3 separate regions of the Mus musculus genome follow, and all the other regions are linked to region 1. Evidence: chromatin contacts called from public promoter capture Hi-C data. All regions are on one chromosome and are shown on one strand. Each heading gives the region's core, a stretch centred on a gene start, on an enhancer-like site or on the middle of the called end of the contact. The rest is flanking DNA. Distances are from core to core; before and after follow the strand shown.

Evidence for each region. Promoter capture Hi-C pulls out the DNA fragments that hold promoters and counts their contacts.
Region 2: a contact with region 1 is called in a promoter capture Hi-C map of liver, with 3 times the contacts expected there. The contact joins the promoter of Fry here to the promoter of N4bp2l2 in region 1. A contact is called at or near these places in 8 of 39 promoter capture datasets (the 3T3-L1 cell line, the C10 cell line, frontonasal cranial neural crest and 3 more), 1 of 15 datasets of contacts at CTCF or cohesin (embryonic stem cells), 1 of 484 Hi-C or Micro-C datasets (the N1E-115 cell line) and 2 of 115 datasets of contacts at active chromatin or transcription factors (embryonic forebrain and microglia).
Region 3: a contact with region 1 is called in a promoter capture Hi-C map of the HPC-7 cell line, with 4 times the contacts expected there. The contact joins the enhancer-like site here to the promoter of N4bp2l2 in region 1. A contact is called at or near these places in 6 of 39 promoter capture datasets (the C10 cell line, the HPC-7 cell line, HPC-7-derived erythroid cells and 3 more) and 1 of 9 other capture datasets (pancreatic islet).

The regions. Positions count from the first base shown.
Region 1 is chr5:150,663,997-150,667,036 of GRCm38.p6, reverse strand. It overlaps N4bp2l2 (NEDD4 binding protein 2-like 2), which reads left to right and starts at 1,425. Exons shown (of 6, transcript NM_201369.3): 1 at 1,425-1,536.
Region 2 is chr5:150,258,351-150,261,390 of GRCm38.p6, reverse strand. Fry (FRY microtubule binding protein) reads right to left here and starts at 1,461. Exons shown (of 61, transcript NM_172887.2): 1 at 1,053-1,461. The coding sequence starts at 1,122.
Region 3 is chr5:150,289,866-150,292,905 of GRCm38.p6, reverse strand. All of the region lies in intron 1 of Fry (FRY microtubule binding protein), which reads right to left. Among named protein-coding and RNA genes, the nearest start is that of Fry, 31 kb to the right of the region's middle. Within about 2 kb of position 1,450, at least 13 of the 459 cell types and tissues checked have an H3K27ac peak or open chromatin away from gene starts, as enhancers often do. A contact at or near this core is called in the HPC-7 cell line, where this site is marked.

The sequences.
Region 1 (3,040 bases), core at 176-2,675:
GGATATAGGAGGGTGCTGGAGCAATGTGCAGAATAGACAATAGATTTGGTGTTACATTCTAGAACACTCCACCAGAGTCTTCACAAGAGAAGGGTAGTAATAGGGACTGGTAAGAACTGGGACGAGGACACTGCTTTTCATAAAGTAAATGGGTTTTCTCTCTTTTACACAACACTCTTAAGAGAGAGAGAGAGAGAGAGAGAGAGAGTGTGTGTGTATACATATTTACACACACACACTCAGGTGTATATATATGTATATATACACTCAGGTAAAACACTCACATAAAATAAAATAGTGATTTGTTTTAGTTTGTTTTGTTTTGTTTGAGACAGGGTTTCTCTGTGTAGCCCTGGCTGTCCTGGAACTCACTCTGTAGACCAGGCTGGCCTTGAACTCAGAAATCTGCCTGCCTCTGCCTCCCAAGTGCTGGGACTAAAGGCGTGCTCCACCACTGCCCGGCTTCACTGTGCTTTTTATCTATTATACTTATAAATTAAAACATTATTGTGGGGGCTGGTGAGATGGCTCAGAGGGTAAGAGCACCCGACTGCTCTTCCGAAGGTCCAGAGTTCAAATCCCAGCAACCACATGGTGGCTCACAACCATCCGTAACAAGATCTGACTCCCTCTTCTGGTGTGTCTGAAGACAGCTACAGTGTACTTAAAATAATAAATAAATCTTTAAAAAAAAAAAAAAAACATTATTGTGTTGGAGACAAGACTTATTCAAATATGCTGAGATGGCCGATCTTCTTGTGCGGGCCCAAACGAAACAAGGGGTGGAGAGGACGACAGGCTAATAGAAATGGAAAGGAGAAAAAAAAAGACCTTTAACTGGAGCTAGTCATTTGGTTGGTATTTAGTTTTAATTCAATACATATTTATATAGCAGTTTTCCTATATCTGGAAGTAAGATACTTTATAATTTCTTCTCCCCAAGAGTCATCTGTTATGGGGTTCTGAGGTGCAGGCACTCTATTTTGCCACAGTTGTTCAGAAGCTTAAAATTATACTAAATGGTGTTTCTGAGAAACCATAGCAACTGAGTTCTGTTACACAAAATGTTTTCCCCTTTGAAGCCTAGGCTGATTCTTTTGTCTCCTGAAAAGCCTGAAAACTGTTCACTCACCACAGAGGCTTGCGCGTCCATCCACCTGGGGGCGCCAAGCACTCTTGTTCTTTTTGAGTCGTGAACCCCAGAGGACGTCGCTGCCTTTATAGATAAAGGTGATGTTTCTTTAAGAAACTTCCCCCCACTACAGGGCGGGGAACAAGACTGAGTCTACGTTGGTGGCCAAAATAGCTTGTAAGTCTTGCAATGGACTCTGGAACACTGAGTTTCGGTGCCTTGAGGTAAACGAGGACTGCGGGACGCCGGACTTCAATCCCCATAATGCCGGGCGTGAGCCCGCGGTGCTGCATGGGTAATCCTAGAGGTGGCGGCCATCTTGCGTATGAAACTGCTCCAGCCTCGCGTCTCTTTCCAGCTCCGTTTAATAGCTACGTTTTGGACGGTCTCTCGTCTTCCCGGAGGTTCGTGTGTTCGCGGAAGTTCTTTTTTTTTTTTTTTGGAGGGGGTGGAGTGGGGTGGGGGAGGGCTTGGAGAGGAAGATGGTGGAAGTGCTTACAGAGCGATGGGTCCCGGTGGAGGTGAGGGAGGTATTTCCGGTTTCGTCTGAGCGAACGGCTGGCGCCTGCACCTCCGGCTTTGACACAGCTCTCGCCTCACTGCGAGCGTGGAAGCCCCAAGAGAAGCCTGTCAGCCTTCGGGACCTCCCCGGATTCTTAGAAGGGATCTTGACGTTTTCCTTAGGGACGGAGAAGCCGGAGCGCCCCTGGCCTGGCAGCCCGCCCCCGGTCAGGAGGCCTTGGGGGCCCGGCAGGTAGGGCGCTGACGACGTCGGTCCACCCTGCTGCACTTGCTTGGTTGGCTCTTGACGTTAGATTGAGGACATGGGAGCATGTGGCCGAGGTGGGGGCTCTTTCCGGGAACCTGGCTTTTCTCCGCAGTTGGAGCTTCCTTCGTCTCTGCTAATGGCTTGTCGCCTTTCTTCTCGTTTGTAGGGTTTGGGTTTTGATTCCAAGAGCAGGCCAGATGTGACCAAAAGAGCGCTTTTGGTTTCTTAACGCCCCTCCCTCTATGACAAGAGAAGCGAAGTTGTGATTTTTTTAAAAAGACATAGTCTCTCCCAACCAGGCTGCTCTGCAACCCATTTGTGTAGCCAACCCATACTGGACTGGAAATCTATTGATAGGATTACAGGTTTGAGCTACCACGGCCTGTCAAGAGTAATTTTAATTACATTTATTGACAGGGTCTTGGGTAATACAGACTGACCTTGAACTTACTGTGTAGTCCAGGCTGGTCTTGAGCTCCTTTCAACACCTGCCAAATGCTAGTGTTGCAGTCATAGACCACCCTGCCTAAAAAGTGTATTTTTCAAGTTAGAGAAACTACTAGAAAAGATGAATGATTTGATTTTTAAAGTTTTCTGATTATTTTCCCTAAGCATAATTTGTATCATCACTAAAACTCAAAACTTTTTTTTTTCCAAATTATTACATTCAATTGGAAAACTGCTTTTATACTACTTAAAAGAAAAAGACCCCACAAAGACTGCGTTTTTAGTTAACCTGGTATTTGGATGCTAAAGAGAGATAATTGTTTGGAAGTTAAAGTATATACTACAAAAGACATGATGATTTTAAACAGGAAGGTATTTGTGGTACAGTGTACTGAAGGAAAATGAGATTTTGTAACTTGTGATTCATGTAAAAGAGTTGTCTATGAGCCCGGATGCCAGGGCAGGGCTCTTGACTGTAAAGATGAAAAGGAATGCAAGGACGCAGGCAAGGCTATCTTGTCTGAGTTGACACCATCTGGCTGGAACCTCCCCTCTGTCTATTGCCCCTTGGCGCCGGGTAAAGTCATACATCAACTGGTTGCTATGTGAACAAGATAAGCCCCCAGCCCACAAGAACAAAGTCCTGATGCCCTTTTGCTGAAGCCAATAGTGTGTCTAGTGTGTAGCTATGC
Region 2 (3,040 bases), core at 212-2,711, 410 kb after region 1:
TTGTTTACATAAAAAGGATTTTTAGCTACAGGTCATTCGTGGAGGATACGTTCGGTACCCCTCAGGGTTCCAGGTAGGTTAATTAGTATATACCCAATAAAATATAGAAAATAATTTTTAGAAACAAAATTTTAATGCAAAACAGTCGAGAGCGTCTAAAAGATCTGTCAGTCATTTGGCACAAAATCAGCACAAAAGCAGATGCATCAATAAGACTCTGTTTTTAAAGTGTGCAGAAAAATGCAAGGTATCCCTGAACATCTGAAAGGCCTCATTCTGATTTCTAACCCAGACCCAGGATGGCTTAGAGGTTGCCTTTTTGAAATAGTGAATTGCTAACAATTTTTATATAGGTCCGAAATGCAACTTCAGAACCATGATATTTTTATAGCCTAAGGAACCATCTGGGTCAGACCCATACTTGTTTACATTTCAGAAGCACGCTTGTACTAGAGCAACTAAGACCTCTAGAAGCTGGAACAGATAAACAGCCTTCTGAACACCATGCACAGGTACCAGGGATAGACCAAATGGATCTGCAGACCAGTTTGTGCCTAACAAAGATGAGTCTTAGGTTTTGGACTTCCAAGTCGTTTTCCCTCTTCAGACAATTACAATAATTGTCAATAATACAATAATTGTTAATAAGACAATTACAAAGTACTCTCTACCCTGCCACACCCCTTCGGCTAAGCTGCACTTCACAAAATATTTAGATGAAGCCTGAACACAGCAAACAAACACCAGGCAGGCAATGCAGCCTGGCATGCCGAACCTGCCCTCCCCAGAGTCAGAAGGGCCGCATCTCTGGAAATTCTAAGGAAAAAAAAATCTATTAATTTTATTGCAGCCTTCAAAGTTGAGCAGGGATAGTTCAGACACTGACGTTTTTGATTTTCACAGCAGATGGAGAGAGAGAGAGAGAGAGAGAGAAACTTCCTCAGCTCACAAACATATGTGTCCAGTTGAGATATGATTGCTCCAACCTTAGCAGCATCCAGAAAACAAAACCAAAAAAAAAATTATATATATATATATTTTCTATCACTCACCGTTACTCCAGGATTTCAGTAAATATTTGATACTGATTTCAAAGAAGCCGGAATCCTGCTGGCTGGCCATGTCTGCCTCATACAAAGAAGCCCCTAGGACTAGAAGCTGCAGTTGGAGGAGCAGGTACCGGGCGTGGAGATGTGCCTGTCACAGGTTAGTGATGTAAGCGAGGGTCAGAAGCAAACGGCCACGCTCCTCATTTAAAGGACACCGGGAGAGGGATGCTCAACCTCTTCTCCTCTTCCTCCTCCTCCGGGGCCAGGGCTGGCTTCTTATTTGCTGGGTGCTGATCTCCCTTGCAAGCCTTCAGAGGCAGAGGCCTCAGCCGCTTTCATTTCAGAGCTGACATAAGCAGCAATGCCTGCCTACTGCCTGCGGCCGCCCACATGCTCAGCCACAGCCAGGTATGGTGGCAGAGTCCCCACCCGCACTGTGAGCTGCTGCTGCACCCGGGTGGACAGATGTCTGGGCCTCCTGGCTGCCCACCCTGCAGCCCCCCGCTGAGGGATGGACTGAAGCCCCGCCCCCAGCCCCTTCCTTTCTCAACCTGAGCTCCCACCCAGCTTCCACCTCCCAGCTCGCTAGGGGAGGGACTAGGAATTTGCCAGCTGCCTGAGGCTCCTCGGTGCAGAAAGGTTGGCAGGCGGCAGCCCGGGGTGTGCTCGGGCTGCGATTTCCCCTTGTGTCTGTCCCTGAAAACACTCAACTGCGGCACTCTGCGGTAAGCCAGCTGCACCCTTGCATTTGGAAGCAGCGGCGTTTGGGGAGGGGTGTGTGAGTGTGTGTGTGTGTGTGTGTGTGTGTATGTGTGTGTGTGTGTGTGTGTATGGGGGGGGGGGGGGGGATTCTGTCATCGCTGCAACCGAGAAGCCAGACGCCTGCCTGCCTGGCCTTTCCTTCCTTCTCTGGGATGTGCAGACGGGGATCCGCATTTTGTGCAATACAGGCTTTTTGAGGGGCACCCTAGCCTCAAAGCCTGAAGGGAAGGAACACATGCTTAGTCGGCTTGCCTAGCGAACGCCCGGATTCCACCATGGACCGGTTTCTTCATGTTGTCATTTCTAAGACTCACACAGACCAACACACCTTATTTCATAAGCACGAAGGAGCTAGGATGCAAAGGCATTAGGCGCCTGCCTTCTCCTTAATTCTTGGTATCATGTGTCCTGATTTCAGTCGGCTTTGTTTCTCACAACTAATAGGCTTAGTGGAGGGATTAAATAAGAGAATTGTATTTTGACAACGATGGAACCTCTGTCAGGTGAGGTTTGACCAGCCATTTCGAAAGCCACTGGGCCCTCTTTTCCTCAGCATATCTATGACTGGAAGTTTCCAATAGAATGAATTATAATGTAGTAATTATTTAACGCCGCCGCCCCCCTCCCCCCCGCCCGGGCACACAAACGTACAAATTCCGTCCTCCAGCCAACACACAAACAAGACTTCCTAGTTCCTCTCCTAATTCATTCGAGAAACGAAAGGACAGTATACTTTTTTTTTTTCTAGCAAAGAACTTTAAAAACCAATTAAATGCCACTTCTAGAAATGTCCTGGTTTACCTGTGAATGTGGATATGGATACAGTACAGGATACACTCCTATACTCAATGCTTCAGCTTCCTGAAATCCTTCATCAGACTGAGGTCTCCCTAATTCACATGCATACTTCAGTGATGAGTTCATTTTTTTTTTAATCAGCTGTACCGAGAATGTACGAGATCTATGTAAAAGATGATTGGAAGGCTTTCCTTCAAAAATATCCATTAATAACTGGGTTGGCACTCCCCCATCTTACACAGCACTGAAAGAACAAGCCACAGGGGTACTGAGAAAAATGCTACATTGGCTCTCCCAGGGCCCCAGTCTCACCTGGCACCAGCTAGCTTCACTTGCATTGAAGCCTAAGGGAAATTATTAACTTTGCTAAACCTTGGACCCTCATTTATACAGTAGGCATACTCAATGCACCCATTTATACAGTGGGCATA
Region 3 (3,040 bases), core at 201-2,700, 370 kb after region 1:
ACTACCCCTGAGCTCTCAATCTTCCTGCCTCAGTTTCAAGAGGGATGGTATCACAGGTATGTGCTATCATGTCCAGCAAGAACAACTTCTTTGATGATGTCCTCTGTACTGACCTATTCCAATTTACCTAACCTTTCCCCCCCCTCTCTCTCCCTCTCTCCCTCCCTCCCTCCCTCCCTCTCTCCTTTCCTTACTTCCTTTCTCCTCCAGCACCCCACCCACCCTCCCACCCATCAGCCTTCACCTCACTATGTAGCTGAGGGTGGATCTTGGGTCTCGGATGTTCCTGCCTGCGTGTCTAAGCACTGAGATCATAGGTGTGACTACCCTAGTCTGACTACTGCTGGGGATTGAACCAAGGGCTTCATGCAACCCAGACAAGCAGTCTACTACCTGAGCCACATCCACTGCTCCATATGGCCATTTTCTCCTCTACAGACAGTATTAAGAAGCCCGTCCTCCAGCTGCAGTGTATGCTGAACTAAACAACAAATTACAGGGGAGGGGTGGAGGGAGAAGGTCGCTGACAGGGTGAGGAGACAGCTGTCCGACTGTCAGCAGATGGCCAGCAGTGATAATAAAATCAGAAGACAGCAAAAAAAAAAAAAAAAGCAGATTTATAGCCCATGAAGAATAGCAACTTAAGTACATTTTAATCATAAGAAAGGCAGACTTTGCCAGTTCAAAAACCCTGGAAATAACAATGCATTAAAAAATTTTTTAATAAAAAATATGTCTAATGTCTCAAATTGTTTGGGTGTAGATGGTTTTCTCTACTACGGATGCATGGGGGAAACAGTGAAGCAATGTAGAAAGAACTCCATTTTAAATCATTATTATACATTGAAATGATTTGACATTTGCTAAGGATATACGTCAGGAGTAGAAGAAACTGGGGTTGGAGAGATGGCTCAGCAGTTAAGAGCCCTGGTTGTTCTTGCAAAAGACCTGCTTTTGAATCCCAGCACCCACATGGTTGCTCACAACCATTTGTAACTCCAGCTCAAAGGAATCCATCCCCCTCCTCTGCTCCCCGAGAGCACTGCATATCTGTAATGTACACATGGGCAAACCACCATATACATAAAATGAAAACGAACCCATTTTTAAGGCCTAGAGAAATGGCTCAGTGGCTAACGGTCCCTGCAGCTCTCCCAGTGAACCCCAGTTCCATTCCCAACACTCATTCCACAGTTGCCCTCACATATTGGGATGAATGGCTTTAAAGGTTTTTTTTTTTCTTTAATCCTTAATCTAATTTCATAAAATTTTTCCTTTCCAGTGGCAACACACGCTGGTAATTGAGGCAGAGGAAAGTGAGTTCCCGGCCAGCCAGGCAGGTAAGATCCCCATCTCTAAACACAAATAAAACAAAAGCCAGGTAGCAACACGGGCAAATGCTATTCAGTTTAAAGTCAAAGGCCACGCCCCCCCAGGACAGGAAGTTCGCACACTTACAGGAAGGGGTGTGGCCAACAGAGATGTTTAGAAGCCCGGAGCCCAACTAAGCTTATACTGATTCTCAGGTAATTACTTCCACTCCCCTGCTTGCTATAGTTTCCCTGCCCTATTATGTTATGAGAAGCAACAAAAGTAGTTAGACACCAGCCTAAGTACTGCTGGAAGAAATCATATTTAAGAACCACTGAACAATTGGGGGCCTGTGGGTTGGTCCCCTTCTCCCTGAGGCACTGGGTAGGAGTTAGGCACCAGTAGATGTGAGGTCAAACATGGTTGATACCAATGATAGGATAATACAGTTTTTATTGCTTATTGTTAGCACTCCTGGTATTTATTAACTGGTAAATATGCAGAACATTGACTTCCTAATTGACAGCTGTTCACCCTTTCCTGGTGCCCTGGGCTGTCTTAAGTAGAGGCCTGTCACTCAGCCAGCCAGCCAGGCTGCCCTCATGCTGGCACCTGCTGCTTTACAGCCCCGAGGAAGCCATGTTATGTGAAGGCTTTGGTACAAACCCATTCTCAAAGACCCAGCCCAGGCCAAGATTGGTCAAATAATTTGTAACATACTCACCAGCCTTTCTGCTAAGGAGAAGCCTCACTGAACTCTAGATGACCCTACAGGCTTTTCTGCCCAGCCCCCACCCCTTTAAGGGGGGGACTATAGGGGGAGGGGCAACAGGGAACACCACACTTTGCCTCCTTGCCTTGACAGACTACAGTAACTCCTACAAATGGGACAGTGCGGTGACGGTCTACCCATGAAGGGTATGAGTCCCTCCCCTCCAGTCTACATCAACCAGCTGTTCTGGTCACCTCCTGAGAAGGCTAGGCGAACACTCTTTTGGGCTGACTTTCCTGGTATTGCAAAATCAGGCCCAATAAAAAAGGCTTATAATCCCAGCACTCAGGAAACTCCTAGGTATGAGGCTAGCCTGGGCTACATAGTAAGTTCCAGGCCAACCATTATATAATGAACCCTGTCTGAAAAAAAAAAAAAAAAAAAAAAAAAAAAGAAACAAAAAGGGTCTTTCCCCAAGTGGTTTTACTTCTCTCTCTCTCTCTTCCCTCCCCCACCTCTCTCTCCTCTCCCTCTTTATCTTTCCTTTCCTTCTCCCTCCCTCCCTCCCTCCCTCCCTCCCTCCCTCCCTCCCTCCCTCCTTTCTTTCTTTCTTTCTTTCTTTCTTTCTTTTTTTCTTCTCTCTCTCTCTCTCTCCCTCTCTCTAGCTCTCTCTCTCTCTCTTTCTTTCTGAACCAGGGTCTCCTCTGCACTTCAAGCTTGTCTTGAGTCCACTTAGCAGGCCGGGCTAGCCTCTTCAGTGTCAGAAGAGCAGGTATGAGCCACCACACCAGGTTTCCCAATGCTATTTTGCGCACAGTAGGCCAAGCTAGTAAAAGCAGAGGAGGCAGGGCCGGGACAGCAGTGGCAGAGGAGACGCAGTGGTGGCTGCTCAGCTGTGGCAGCTGCATGGACAATGTCAGTAAGGACCACAGGTCACAGCATCCTAGGCCCTAGTGCTCCATTGCCAACTGCTACCAAAGGTCAAAGGTCGAGGGATCCCGATCTCCCTGGTCTACA